Linked DNA regions of Muntiacus reevesi: region 1 is linked to region 2. Evidence: chromatin contacts called from public Hi-C data. All regions are on one chromosome and are shown on one strand. Each heading gives the region's core, a stretch centred on a gene start, on an enhancer-like site or on the middle of the called end of the contact. The rest is flanking DNA. Distances are from core to core; before and after follow the strand shown. Region 1 holds the start of SLC16A11 (solute carrier family 16 member 11). Region 2 holds the start of YBX2 (Y-box binding protein 2).

Region 1 (6,872 bases), core at 1,372-3,871, 160 kb after region 2:
GGCTGAGCACCAAAGAACTGATACTTTCACACTGTGGTGTTGGAGAAGACTCTCGAGAGTCCCTTGGACAGCAAAGAGATCAAACCAGTCAATCCTAAAGGAAATCAATCCTGAATATTTATTGGAAGGACTGATGCTGAAGCTGAAGCTCTAATACTTTGGCCACCTGATGTGAAGAGTTGAGTCATTGGAAAAGACCCTGAAACTGGGAAAGGTTGAGGGCAGGAGGAGAAGGGGGTGACAGAGGATGAGATGGTTGGATAGCATCACCGACTCAATGGAAAAAATTTTGAGCAAACTCTGAGAGATAGTGAAGGACATGGAAGCCTGACATGCTTCATTTAGTCCATAGGGTCACAGAGTTGGACATGACTAGCCACTGGACAACAAACTAATGGAGTATAATATTATTCTTTATCCATTCACTCATTGATAGACACTTAGGTTCTTTCCTTATCTTGACTATTGTGAATGATGCTCCAATGAACACATAAGTGCAGATATCTCTTTGACAGCCTGTACAGAATCTGCCTGCAATGAAGGAGACCTGGGTTCGATCCCTGGATTAGGAAGATCCCCTGGAAGAGGGCATGGTAACCCACTCTAGTATTCTTGCCTGGAGAATCCCCATGGACAGAAGAACCTGCTGGGCTACAGTTCATGTGGTTGCAGAGTCTGACATGACGGAGAGACTAAACACAGCCCAGCACTGCAGTTCTATTTTTAATTTTTTGAGGCACTTCTATATACTGGCTCTATCAGTTTACATGTCCATCAACAGAGCTGGGTGTTTCTTTTTCTCCACATCCTCACCAATCTAAGATTTTTTTTAACCTTAAAAATCAGTTTTATTGAGATGTAATCCTTACTCAATAGTCTTACAAAATTCTTACAAAATGTGTTTGTGTGCTCAGTCATTCATTGCATCTGACTCTTTTCAATGCCATGGACTGTAGCCTGCCAGGTTCCTCTGTCCATGGGATTCTCCAGGCATGAATAGTGGTGTGGATTCATAAGTATCTTGTAAAGGTGCTCAGTATCACTTTGTACAACTCCCAGGCCCTAAAGACCCAGTTTCCTCTTTCATCCCCCTGCATTTCTACTTCACCATGGGGAGGGAGTGCTTTGTTTCACTTGGCCTCATTCAGATTGGAGCAGGGGCCTCTCGGGCCATTGCTGGAAGTGGGGTCCCTGCCCTCCCTGTTGTCTGAGGATAGGCTGGTTCTGCCTTCCAGGTGCCTTTCACAATAGCACCCCAGACTAGGGAAGCTGGTGAGACCACTTTCCTAGGGTGGTAGGTACATGGCAAGGCTCCTGTACCCCCTCCAGGACAGTTCAAGCACAGAGCATGACATATTCAAAAATTAAGGAGTGATAAAAAGCTAGAAATGCCCACAGAGCAGGTGAGCTGCTAATATCTGATGGAAGAGTGTAGAAAAGAGGGGAGGGGGGCTGGGATGGAAAGATAGTCTGGGTATACCTCTGACTGGGAAAGGCTTTTATCCAAAGTAGAGAATTTTGTTTTGTTTTCTTTTGTTTCCTCTTATAGGCAGTAGAGAGCCCTCGAAGACCATATTGTGTTGTTAAGTTTACAGTTTCACTAATTAAGTTGTTTATTTGCAGAGTTTCTCAACAATTAGGAAACACTGCCACCATGTGGCTGTTGGGTAGTGTGGCCGTCGGCCAAACTGTAATGCAAACTGCCAGGTTTTCTCTGATGTTGTTTAATAATTACACCAGAGAACATATCCCTTGCTTCAAAGTAAATCAATGATAACCTTAATCTTAATGTAAAAAGGAAAGTTTTTCCAAGAAATCAATACCTGGGTTCAATTTTCGGATTTCTTACTTTGTTTTTAAAATTCCCATCTAAATCTTCAGGGATTCTGATCTCAAGAATCCTTTCTAGTCCCAGAAACCCATAGTTCAGAATCAGTCTACCATTTCCAGGTCAGTTTGGCATCAAATTGTCTCCAGGACGTTTCCCTCCGTGGTGGCAGATTCTATTTCAGTAGTAGGTCTGTTCTTGGATGGTTTCACAGTTGGACAGACCCAAACTCAAATACTTCTTTCTTTTTTTTTTAAAGTTTGGTGATTCGGGCAAATCACCTAACTTCTCTAAGTCTCAGTGGCTTCATCTGTAAAATGGGGAGAACACCTTTTCACAGGGTGATTGTGAAGATGCAACATGACGTGTATATGTCCCTGGCCCATCACAAGGAAGTCCTCTTCCTGCCGCTCTGTCCTGGAGGGCGTATTGTCGTTGAGCACGCAACATGCACTGCATGGAGGTCTGTGATTTAACACCCGAGGTTTACCAGGTTCTCCAGCAACGTTCCCTGAGAACGTTGGAGCTACTCATCCCCTCAGGCTTTGTGAGGACCACCCCCATGGGTCCCACTCCTATGGGACCACGCAACCACCCCGTGCGTTGCCTACCAACGTTGGGGAGGCTGGCGATTGCAATCCATGCACCTCCCGGGTGCGCAGCCAGCGGCAGGTGCGTGGGCATGGGCGGGGAGGTGTTCATTCCTCGCCCCTCCCTTCCTCGGGATTGGGGGTGTAAATGGATAATTCAATCCCCGTGGGACTCGGCTCGGTGGATTGGCTGTCTCAGCTCGCTCCCGCCCTCGGCACCCTCCGCGTCCCAGGTGGCTCAGGCGCCCTGTTTACCTTGAGAGCCTGTCCAAGTGGGGCTCCATCTCTGCACTTGCTCCTCTCTAAGGCCCCGCCCTCCGGGGAAGCGGGGAGAAAACCGGGCCGAGCCATTCTTCGCCCTTCCCCTCCCCCGGATCGCCCGGTGAGGTCGGGTAAGGGGAACCTGGTGCGTGTGGGAGGGGGAGTCTCAGAACTGGGGGATCTGGTTGTTATCCCGCTCTAGTACGGCGCGAACCTGGAGTTCTAGCCCAAGGCCCGTACATCACCCCCCACCCCCACCCCCCCCCACACACACACACAACCCCCGCCTCCGTTCTGCCGTGCTCAGGGCTGGATCTCAGGTACGCTCAGGTCCCTAAAGGAGACACAGATGTGGCGACTTCTCTGACAGATGTTCCGCCTTCCGCAGGAGGCGATGACCCCCAAGCCAACCGGACCCCCGGACGGGGGCTGGGGCTGGGTGGTGGTGGCTGCAGGGTTCGCGGTGAATGGGCTCTCCTACGGGGTGTTACGCTCCCTGGGCCTCGCCTTCCCTGACTTCGCGGAGTATTTTGACCGAAACGCTCAGGAGACGGCATGGGTCAGCGCCCTGGCCCTGGCAGTGCAGCAGGCAGCCAGTAAGGAGGGGCCCCGAGGTGGAAGGCAGGAACTGGGGTCGGTGGAGGTGCCGTGAGAGCAGTGGTAGGGGACACACCTGACTGGTTACCAAACAACCTAAGAAAAATCGACCTTTAGAGTTCGACCTTCAGAGCTAGGTCGAATTTAGAGTTCTAAGTTCTAAAATAAAATTGAGTAGGTCTTGAGATGAAGCGGGGCGGGGTGGTGGTGGTGTTGCTATAAGGCGGGGGAGAAGTTTAGGCCAGGAAAACAGCCAATGAGAAGTGTTGGAGCGAGTTTGGGGGTCCAGGGGGCGTGTCTTCCCTTGACTCCGCCCCCTTCCAGGCCCAGTGGGCAGTGCCCTGAGCACCCGCTGGGGGGCGCGCCCCGTCGTGATGGTTGGGGGCGTCCTCACCTCGCTCGGCTTCGTCTTCTCGGCTTTCGCACACAGTCTGCTGCACCTCTACCTTGGCCTGGGCGTCCTTGCTGGTGAGGGAGAGGTATACCCGGGTTCTTAAGGGGGTGATGGTGGAGCTAGGAGCCTGTCGGGTACGGAAGCCAAGAGGGCGGGGGCCTCCTGCGACAAACAGAGCTGGGATGGCAGGGCCTGGCATCCCTGGTTTCTCTCTTTACCCGGTTCTATCCATTCACAGGCTCCGGCTGGGCCCTGGTGTTCGCCCCTGCCCTGGGGACCGTCTCCCGTTACTTCTCCCGCCGTCGAGTCTTGGCCGTGGGGCTGGCACTCACGGGCAACGGGGCCTCCTCGCTGCTCTTGGCGCCCGCTTTACAGCTCCTCCTTGATAATTTCGGCTGGCGGGGCGCCCTGCTCCTCCTCGGAGCCGTCACCCTCCACCTCACCCCCTGTGGCGCCCTGCTACGACCCCTTGCTCTTCCTGGCGACCCCCTGGCCCCACCCCGAAGCCCTCTAGCTGCCCTCGGCCTCGGTCTCTTCAGACGCCGGGCCTTCCTAGTTTTGACACTCGGCACGGCCTTAGTGGGGGTCGGTTACTTCATCCCCTACGTGCACCTGGCTCCTCACGCTTTAGATCGGGGCCTGGGCGGGTATGGGGCGGCGCTGGTGGTGGCGGCGGCTGCGATGGGGGATATCGGCGCTCGGCTCCTCTGCGGTTGGTTGGCGGACCAGGGTTGGGTGCCCCTCCCTCGGTTGCTGACGATATGCGGGGCTCTGACAGGCCTGGGGCTGCTGGCGGTGGGATTGGTGCCGGTGGTGGGGAACGAGGACAGCTGGGGGGGCCCCCTGCTGGCCGCGGCTGGGGCCTACGGCCTGAGCGCCGGAAGTTACGCCCCGTTGATCTTCTGTGTGCTCCCGGAGCTGGTGGGCATCGGAAATGTGGTACAGGCCACCGGGCTGATGATGATGCTGCTGAGCCTCGGGGGGCTTCTAGGCCCTCCCCTGTCAGGTAAGGGCCAGAGCCAGCAGATCCGCTCGCCACCCCCACCCCCACCCGCATCTGGGGACCCAGGCCTCTAAGTTCCTTTCCATCTCCTCTCAGGCTTCCTAAGGGATGAGACTGGAGACTTCACCGCCTCCTTCCTCACGTGCGGCTCTTTCGTCCTCTCTGGCAGCTTCATCTATTTGGGGCTGCCCAAGGCGCTGCCCTCCTGCCGTCTGGCTTCACGTCCAGGCACTCCACCCCCTGAGATGGGGGAGCTGCTCCCGGTACCTCAGGTTGCCCTGCTCTCCCCGGGAGACCCTCACTCCACTCTGGACACCACTTGTTGAGCCCCTCCCCCAATAAAGACTTTTTATCCGCTTTTCCTGCAAGCTCCAATTGTTCGGCAACCTATACTGCAAACATTCTGCTTAAGATATCCAGAAAAGCTGGTTGATGGGAACAGGATCCCCCTGAGCCATGGCAGGTGGGAAGGGTGTTTGTCCTGTCAGTCCATTTCTCTTTGCCCAAGTGCTTGCCATTATAACAGGAAACCTTTGAGGAACTGTCTGTCTGCTTCAGGTTTGTTGGGGGAAGGGGGGTGCTCATGAGTGCTAGCTGCCCCATCCTCATTTCCCAGGTAAATCTTTCTGCATTTCAGTCCCCCTTTACTGGCCCGAGGAAAATACAAGCATCTTAGACTTCATCACTCTTAGCTATATCTCTCCCTTCCAAACTAGCACCCTTCTCCCACATCTCACACCATTTTCTTAATTTCTAATTTACAGGGGAGAGTAGGAAAGAGGGAGGTCAGTGGGCAAGTGGGAGGGACTGTGGTCCAGAGAGCAGAGTCCAGGGTTAAATGCTCTGGGTCACCAGAGGTCCTGGATACCTCCCCTCCATTCCCCAGTGTGACCCCATTCAGCCCACTCAGGCTTATGGGCCCAAGCACTTTCTGAGGTTCTGAATTTTGTCCAGTTTTCTTATTCAGTTTTATCCCAAAGACAGACCTTTTCCAAGGAGGGCAACACTAGAGATCGCATGTAAACAAAACTATGATAAGTATCTCGGCCTTTGATTTTCCACAGTTGATTCATAGCTCAGTGGAGCAGGCTGAACTGGATCCTTCTGAAAAGGTTGTGGGAGCAAACAAGATACAAGAATCCTTGAGAAAATACACAAAGGGTTGGCACACACATTGCAGGAGCCCCAGGCCTGCTCTAAGGGGCAGGGCGGGGGGCAGATCAGGATGCTTAAGGCATTGTGGTTCTGTGGGTGCCAAGATGGGGCAGAAGACCTGGAGCCACCAACCGCTTGTTTTGTGGGTCTGTCTGCCCCTTCTTGGAGTTCAATCCTCTCCAAGCCCCTCCTCAGGCAGGGGGACTTTGGTATCCAGTGCCTCTGTTACATGGTCCTGGGGCTTGGAGGTAGGAGCTGAGAAGCAGAAGAAGTGGGGCAAAGTGATGAGAATTCCACTTCCTGCCAGAAGGAAGGTCCCAGCTACCACAAAAGAAGCTGTGTAGTTGCCTGTCACATCCCGGAGGTAGCCTAGGTTCAAGAGAGAAAAAGAATACACATGGGTGATCTGTTTCCTGGGACTGATGGCTCTGACACATTTTGGGGCGGAGGGATGAAAATGATCCTTAACCCATCATCTTGGAAGAGCTCAGACTGGGTGAGTTTGAGAACTCTGGTTTCCCAAGGGGCTTAAAAATGTCACTTCAACCACCTTCCTGCCTTCAGAAAGGACCGCCAAACTAGCCTGTTTAGGGCATCCCCAGATTTGGGGATACAGATCGAGTCAGCCACACCTGTACCTTTCTTTCCCTTCCGTGCCTTCAGTTAATAGAGGAAAACATTAAGGGTCTGAAGGTTCTGGCTTCTGAAGCACGGGGAACTTTGACCAGATGGCTCAGACCCCTGGCCTGGGGCCCAGTGGGCCAAGCATGCTATGTCTGGCAGAGTCCTCTGAAAACCCCAGCTGTAGGTACACTGCCAACGGTGCCTCAGAGGTCCTCTTAATCTTTCCACAGCCCCAGTTTCTTTCCCCTGGACCTGTTTCAAGGCTGCTATCACTGACCATATGGGCTGTGTATCTACCATGGCAGAGGGCAGTATTAACATACACTATGTCAATTCCCCTCCCCCCCCCCCATGGTAAAACACAGTATCCCTGGCCTACCTGGAAATCCTATTCCCCTTACCTGACAGAGGAGCCCCCAG
Region 2 (6,037 bases), core at 2,284-4,783:
AGTGTTTGGTTCTAGGAGCCAGACAGACGCAACGATATCTTGTAAATCATTCAAACATTTCAATTTGGTACCATAAATCTTCACATTTGCTGTGCTGAGCCTGGGCATCCAGGGACTGTTCTACAAAGAATGAATGGCTACCAAGGAATGATTGTGGATAAATGGTGACATAAATCAGCATGGGAGTGGGGAAAGAGGAACCTGGATGAGGACTTAGGTTTCAGAAGCCCGAGGTGCAGTTGGTTAGAGGATGCCTGTCTCAGAGTCTGCTAAGAAGGTGGGAAAGACTCAGGGTTGGAGACACAGGGTTTAAGAACCATTAGTAGCAGAGTCATCAAAATCAGGAGAAAGGATAAAATGTCCTACAGAAGGCAGGGAGCAGAAGACAGTCCAGGAAAGATTGAGGCTGGTGGAGAACAAGGCACTGGAGGACAGGTATGAAGGCATGGAGGAAGGTTAGGTTGTGGAAGCTTTGGCAGGAACACTTCTGTGGTTGGAGTTGAAAGAGAACCCCAAACCAGGTCCGGAATGTCACAGGAAGAGGTTGTGGACCATTGCCAAAGCCATCTCAGTGGAGTGCTGGGGACAGAAACCAGGTTTGGGTTGGTTGGGTATGAAAGAAGGATGGGGAAGTAGAGACAGTAAAGACTTGTTTTTTCAGGAAGTTTGCTGTTAAGTTGATGGAGAGATGCAGAGCAAGAGTTGAGCAGGCAGGGGTTTTTATTTATTTATTAACAGTGAACAAAATCGGCCAGATTGCAGGTGGGCAGGAAATGACAGAAAGAGAGGGACAGAAAGAGGAGGAAACCTGGAGCCCTTGTTATCTACAGCAGTTAAAAATAATGAAAAAACAGGAAAACTACATGCACAAACCCTTCAACTGAACAGGGGTAGTAATTTGCAAATCTCTGTGGCACCTGCTACTTCTTATCCAAGGGGAAGGAGAGTTTATAACTGCTGCATGTCTAAGTATTGTTTCATGCCTCGTCTGCCGAAAGTCTTTTTCCTGTAGCACCATCCCACCCTTGGTCTCCTGACATTTTCAATTTTACTACCAACAGGGCTCATCCTTCCTGTGAGCTTCCTCTCTCCCACCCTCTAACCTTCCAGTCCACACCTGAGCTCCCTCTGTACCTTCCCTGCGTTTCTGTGGTTTTTCTTCTGTTGCCTGGGTCTCACTGTGAGTTACCTTGCTTGCCTCCCCCAGGGTTGGTCTCCTGCTTCTCCTATTCCTGGAGCTTGGGGGTTTGCATTCTAAGTTGCTTCAGTCTTTGACACTGAAGTGGACAATAGTCCGCCAGGCTCCTCTGTCCATGGAATTCTCTAGACAAGAATACTGGAAGGGGTTGACATTCCCTTCTTCAAGAGATCTTCCCAACTCAGGTACTGAACCCGCATCTCTTACCTCTCTTGCATTGGCAGGCAGTTTCTTTACCACTACCACCACCAGGGAAGCCAGGGAGGACACAGGTAAGTCGGTCCTTAATAGTCTAAAAGAGGGTGGTCATTTCTGTATCCTTTACATCCTGGACTTGATTTAGTTGTTTTCGCATTTTGTCTGTTTTTCGGGACCCGACGCCCTGACAAACAGAATCTTCAATTACGAAAGGGCTGGAGCGGCGGGGCGGGCTGGGTAGCAGTCGGAAGGACAGAGAGGAAGCCAGGGCAGGCCGCCTCCCGAAGCGGCAGGCAGAGGGCGCGCCGGTACCGGGATTGGAAGCAGCCGCAGCAGGAAAGGGGACGCCTGCCTGGCGGGGGCGGGGTGGGGTGGTACTCCGGGACTGGGGAAGCGCACGTGGGGCCGGGCAGCGCGTGGCTGCACGTGTGGTGCCCCGGGGCTTGTTGTCCCGGCTAAAAATACGCGTCCTGCTGGGGTCGGGAGACTGCCCTCGGCGGGAGAGACTTCTGGAGACACAGCTTTCTGGGTGGGAGATTGTGGCTTTGAAGCCTGACGCCAGGGCTCCCAAGAAACCCGGGGCAAGCCTCGCACCGGGCCTCAGTTTTCTCATCTGTGGAATGAAAGTGAAAGTCTCTCAGTCGTGTCCGACTCTTTGTGACCCCCATGGACTATACAGCCCAAGGAATTCTCCAGGCCAGAATACCGGAGTGGGTAGGGTAGCCTTTCCCTTCTCCAGGGGATGGATCTTCCCGACCCAGGAATAGAACCGGAGTCTCCTGCATTACAGGCGGATTCTTTACCAACTGAGCTATGAGGGAAGCCTTATCTGTGGAATGGGGACTATTTATCTGCTCAAGAGATAGGGAGTGCCTATGTTGTGCCAGACTGTTCCAGGCGTCAGACATAACTACACAGTTCTTGCCATGGAGTTCACTGTCTAGAGTTTCGGAGGGGGCAGGAATAATGTAAATAAGCAATTTCTATTTCCAAAACTGCCATGAGAAAAGTAAAGGATGAAGTGATAGTGAGGAGTGATATATAAGATGGTACTTGAAGAAGTCACCTATAGAGACATAGTGTCACTATGTCACTTCGGCTTGAGTGAAGAGCCTGGCTAGTTGGATAAAAGAAAGGTGAAGGGAGCTGCCAGGGAGAGGGCAGGGAGCTGGAGAGCGAGGCCCAGCTGGAGACCAAAGCACCCAGTACTGTGGATCCTGAAACTGATCTCCGGTGAAAAGGTCAGCGATGGTTTGTGAGGAGTCTGGGCCTGCCCGGAAAGGGTTCAACAGCAAGGGAAAAACACCTTGATTAGGGTGTTGATTGCATAGATGAACGCGTTTATCAAAACTCAGCGAAGAATTGTGCATTTTGCTGTATGTAAATCGTACGTCAAAAACGACCCAAAAAGTGTGAGAGTGCTCGGCTTGAGAGAGCAACCGTGACCTGGGAAAGTCTGGTTGGTCCCGCGGGCTGATCCCGCAGACCAGGGTACAGGGCATCCTCTAGGGAGACGGTCGGGCAGGCTGGGAGAAAGCAACCACACCCGGTGGTGTGCGGGCAAAGGTGGTCTCTAGAGCCGTGCAGCCCACAGCCAGGACCAAGGTTACGGGCTCAAGCCCCCGCCCGGGTTGTCAGGGGCAACCTTGGAGCTGCGCCCTCGCCCCGCCCTTCGCGTAGAGGCCAGGTGGCGGTTGGGGCGCGACCAGCCCGTTTGATTTCCCGCGGCCGGTGGAAAGGGGCGGAGGGGGGAGGGGAAAGCGGCCGTCGGCCAATGGGTTGGGTTGGGACAGTCACGTGGTGGCCTCGGGGCGGGGCCCAGGTGTACTTACTAGGCTGCGGGCGGGGGCCGCAGCCTCCGCGCGAAGTTCGGGAGGCGGGGCTGGCGTGCGGGCCCTGGGGTTGCTCCGCTAGGATTGGCCTGTGGCCGGGAGGCGGGGTCTGCACGCGCCGCGGCTGCGGGCTACGATTGGCCTCGGTTCAGGGCCGGCTGCCGGCGTGCAGGCTAGGCTCGGGGCGCGAGGACAGAGCGGGGCGGTGGGTTCGCGAGCCAGGGGGAGGGGCCGGGGCGGTGGCGGCGGCGGCGGCGGAGGTGGTGGTGGTGGTGGCGGCGGGGGCCGGTACTGGACCCGGCGGGATGAGCGAGGCGGAGGCGGCAGTGGTGGCGACAGCGGCCCCCGCGGCGACGGTGCCCGCGACGGCGGCAGGGGTGGTAGCGGTGGTGGTCCCGGTGCCCGCAGGGGAGCCACAGAAAGCAGGCGGCGGGGCGGGCAGCGGCGGGGTCGGAACGGCCTCGGGCCCAGCTGCTGGGACCCCCTCGGCGCCAGGCCCCCGCACCCCTGGCAACCTGGCGACGGCGGCCTCGGGAACCCCCGCGCCCCCGGCCCGGAGTCAGGCGGACAAGCCGGTGCTGGGTGAGGGGCGGGGCGCGTGCCACGGCGGCTCTAAGGGGGAGGCGGGGGGTCGACGGGCTGGGGGAGGGGCATCGTGGAGCCCGGCGGGGTCCGGAAAGCCGAAGGCCGGTATGGCTCGAGGCTCAAAGGACCAGCGGACCTTAGTGAGTTTCCCTAGTGGGAAATTCTGCAGTGTCTTCCTGGGTGAGAGGGAGTGGCTGGCCGGTCCAGCTAGGGTCTGGCCACGCCCCCGGGGTGGGAGACTTGATCTTGTTGCTTTTGGCTAGTATTAGGTAAATATCTGAGCCCGGAAAGCAAGTGCACTAGTGACCCTTAAAATAGGGCTAGAGAGACCCCAGTTATGGCCTGAGGGCGGAACTTCGTGGACCAGGTAAGTACCCGCTTCTAGGTTAAGGGCCTAGATTTGTAGGATGTGAGGAACATGCCTTAGAATCGGAAGAGGTTTGAAACCCTGAGCCCCGCTCTATGGCCGGTTGCATTTGGTGGAATTGGGTAAGAATGCCTTGGAGCTACTGGGTAAAACCTGGTTCGCATGAAGTTTAGCTTAATAGATAATAGGTTGGTTAGATTTTGGAGTGTCCCAAAACTGAGTCCAACTCCATCTCTTCCCCCTATCTTACTGCCCCCACTGCATCTCTGCCTGGCAGCAATCCAAGTCCTGGGCACTGTCAAATGGTTCAACGTGCGGAATGGTTACGGATTCATCAACAGGTATCTGAGGAACCCAGGGAGGGGATGGAATGGGTGTCTTCCAAACTGATCTATGGGACTGGACACCTTCCCAGCCTCATCTCTACCCCTGCCAAGGCACATGGTTGCAATGTCCAGCTGATGCTGATTGAAAGCCTTTAACCACAGCACAGATGTGGGCATGACGAAGCCTTCTCCACATCTTCAAGGGCAGCAGAGGGTTAATGATCTAGGAAGTTGGCAAATCTGGCTCTGATCCTCGCAGCTGGTCTGTGTCACCTTCTGGTTTAGTTTGCCGCCGCCTTTGGGGCAGAATGTACCTGCAGAATGTGCCTCCGGCCGGAATCCTCACTCATTTCCTGTTTCGGGCAGCACACATAGCACTCTCATAACTCATCCCCCTTAGAGAGCTGTTAGCTCATTGAATCCCCCACCTGACGGGACTGAGTCTGGTGGGGGTTGGGGAAAGAAGGCACCAGTCCAGCCTGAAGCTGCTGCTTTCCTTGTGCAGCACCCCTGCACCCCCCAAACTGGGAGGGGCCATAGTGTCAGATTCTGAGCCGAGTCAGGTCTCCCCCAGTGGGCCCTTCCCCAGTCCAGGCACCCTGCCCGGCCCAGCCCTCCTGGGAGGCCTCAGTTCCCTCTTAGCAGGCTGACCTTTGTGCAGATCCAAGTGCTTTAAAGCCAGAACACTTGTTCTAGGGAAGGGTCCTTCTCTAATTCTGGAAACTGAGGACTCCTGGAAGGTTCTGAGGGAAGACCTCTTCACACCCACCCCCCACTGGGGTGCTAGGGTAAACTAGGGTGATGGGCAAAGTAGTGACAGAATGATCTAATATCTTCTTTCTCACCCTTGATCTCTTGGTGTGCTGAGAGGGGGCCTGACGGGGGTTCACCTCCAGGCTGAGAATAAAGTTTTGTGGGCTGTTTGGAGCCAGTTTCTGACACATTTTCCCCTCCTCAAAGGTGTTCTGCACCTCTGCTCCTGTTCCTACTCACTCCCTCCTTGACTGCAGAAGGAAGGAGACTGAGAGGAATTCTCCACCCATGATGTGGGGTGGGGAGCAGGGGTTGTTGGCTGGGAGAGTGACACCCAGCACTACCAGGTTCTAAGGTGCCCCGAGGGTGGAGAGCTCCACAGGTAAAGGCTGAACCAGCTCCTTCAAGGTGCCTTTGCCAACCCTGCAGCCCTTTCCTCATGAAGCCCAAGTTTTTCATGGAGGTTTTAGGGATCTTCTCTTCATACCCGCTTCAGGGGGCCCTATTGGCTCTTGTCTCACTCTCTGGGTCCTGTTTAACCCCAAGCAGCAATGGAAGGTGGAGAGGATGGGGCCACAGGTTTTAGGAATGGGCAGCTAGGGAGGCCTCAACAGAGGTGAGTGCCTTACCAAAATCATCACCTAACACCCCATCCTGTCCTGCAGGAATGACACCAAGGAGGATGTCTTTGTTCACCAGGTAAGAGCTGAGATGGCTTTCTGAGGGGAGGAACCCGCCATCCCTGATGGTCTTTGCCACTGTCCTCTTAGCACAAGTC

Evidence for each region. A called contact is a pair of places that touch in the nucleus more often than the background predicts.
Region 1: a Hi-C map of muscle shows a contact between it and region 2, with 4 times the contacts expected there. The contact joins the promoter of SLC16A11 here to the promoter of YBX2 in region 2. A contact is called at or near these places in 2 of 3 Hi-C or Micro-C datasets (blood and muscle).

Annotation. Positions count from the first base shown.
Region 1 is chr18:35,123,170-35,130,041 of mMunRee1.1, forward strand. It overlaps SLC16A11 (solute carrier family 16 member 11), which reads left to right and starts at 2,622. Exons shown (of 4, transcript XM_065909195.1): 1 at 2,622-2,810; 2 at 3,601-3,744; 3 at 3,909-4,676; 4 at 4,770-5,134. The coding sequence starts at 3,651. The coding sequence ends at 4,999. It overlaps SLC16A13 (solute carrier family 16 member 13), which reads right to left. Exons shown (of 3, transcript XM_065909191.1): 3 at 6,044-6,197. The coding sequence ends at 6,180.
Region 2 is chr18:34,960,162-34,966,198 of mMunRee1.1, forward strand. It overlaps YBX2 (Y-box binding protein 2), which reads left to right and starts at 3,534. Exons shown (of 9, transcript XM_065909784.1): 1 at 3,534-3,810; 2 at 4,458-4,521; 3 at 5,925-5,958. The coding sequence starts at 3,534.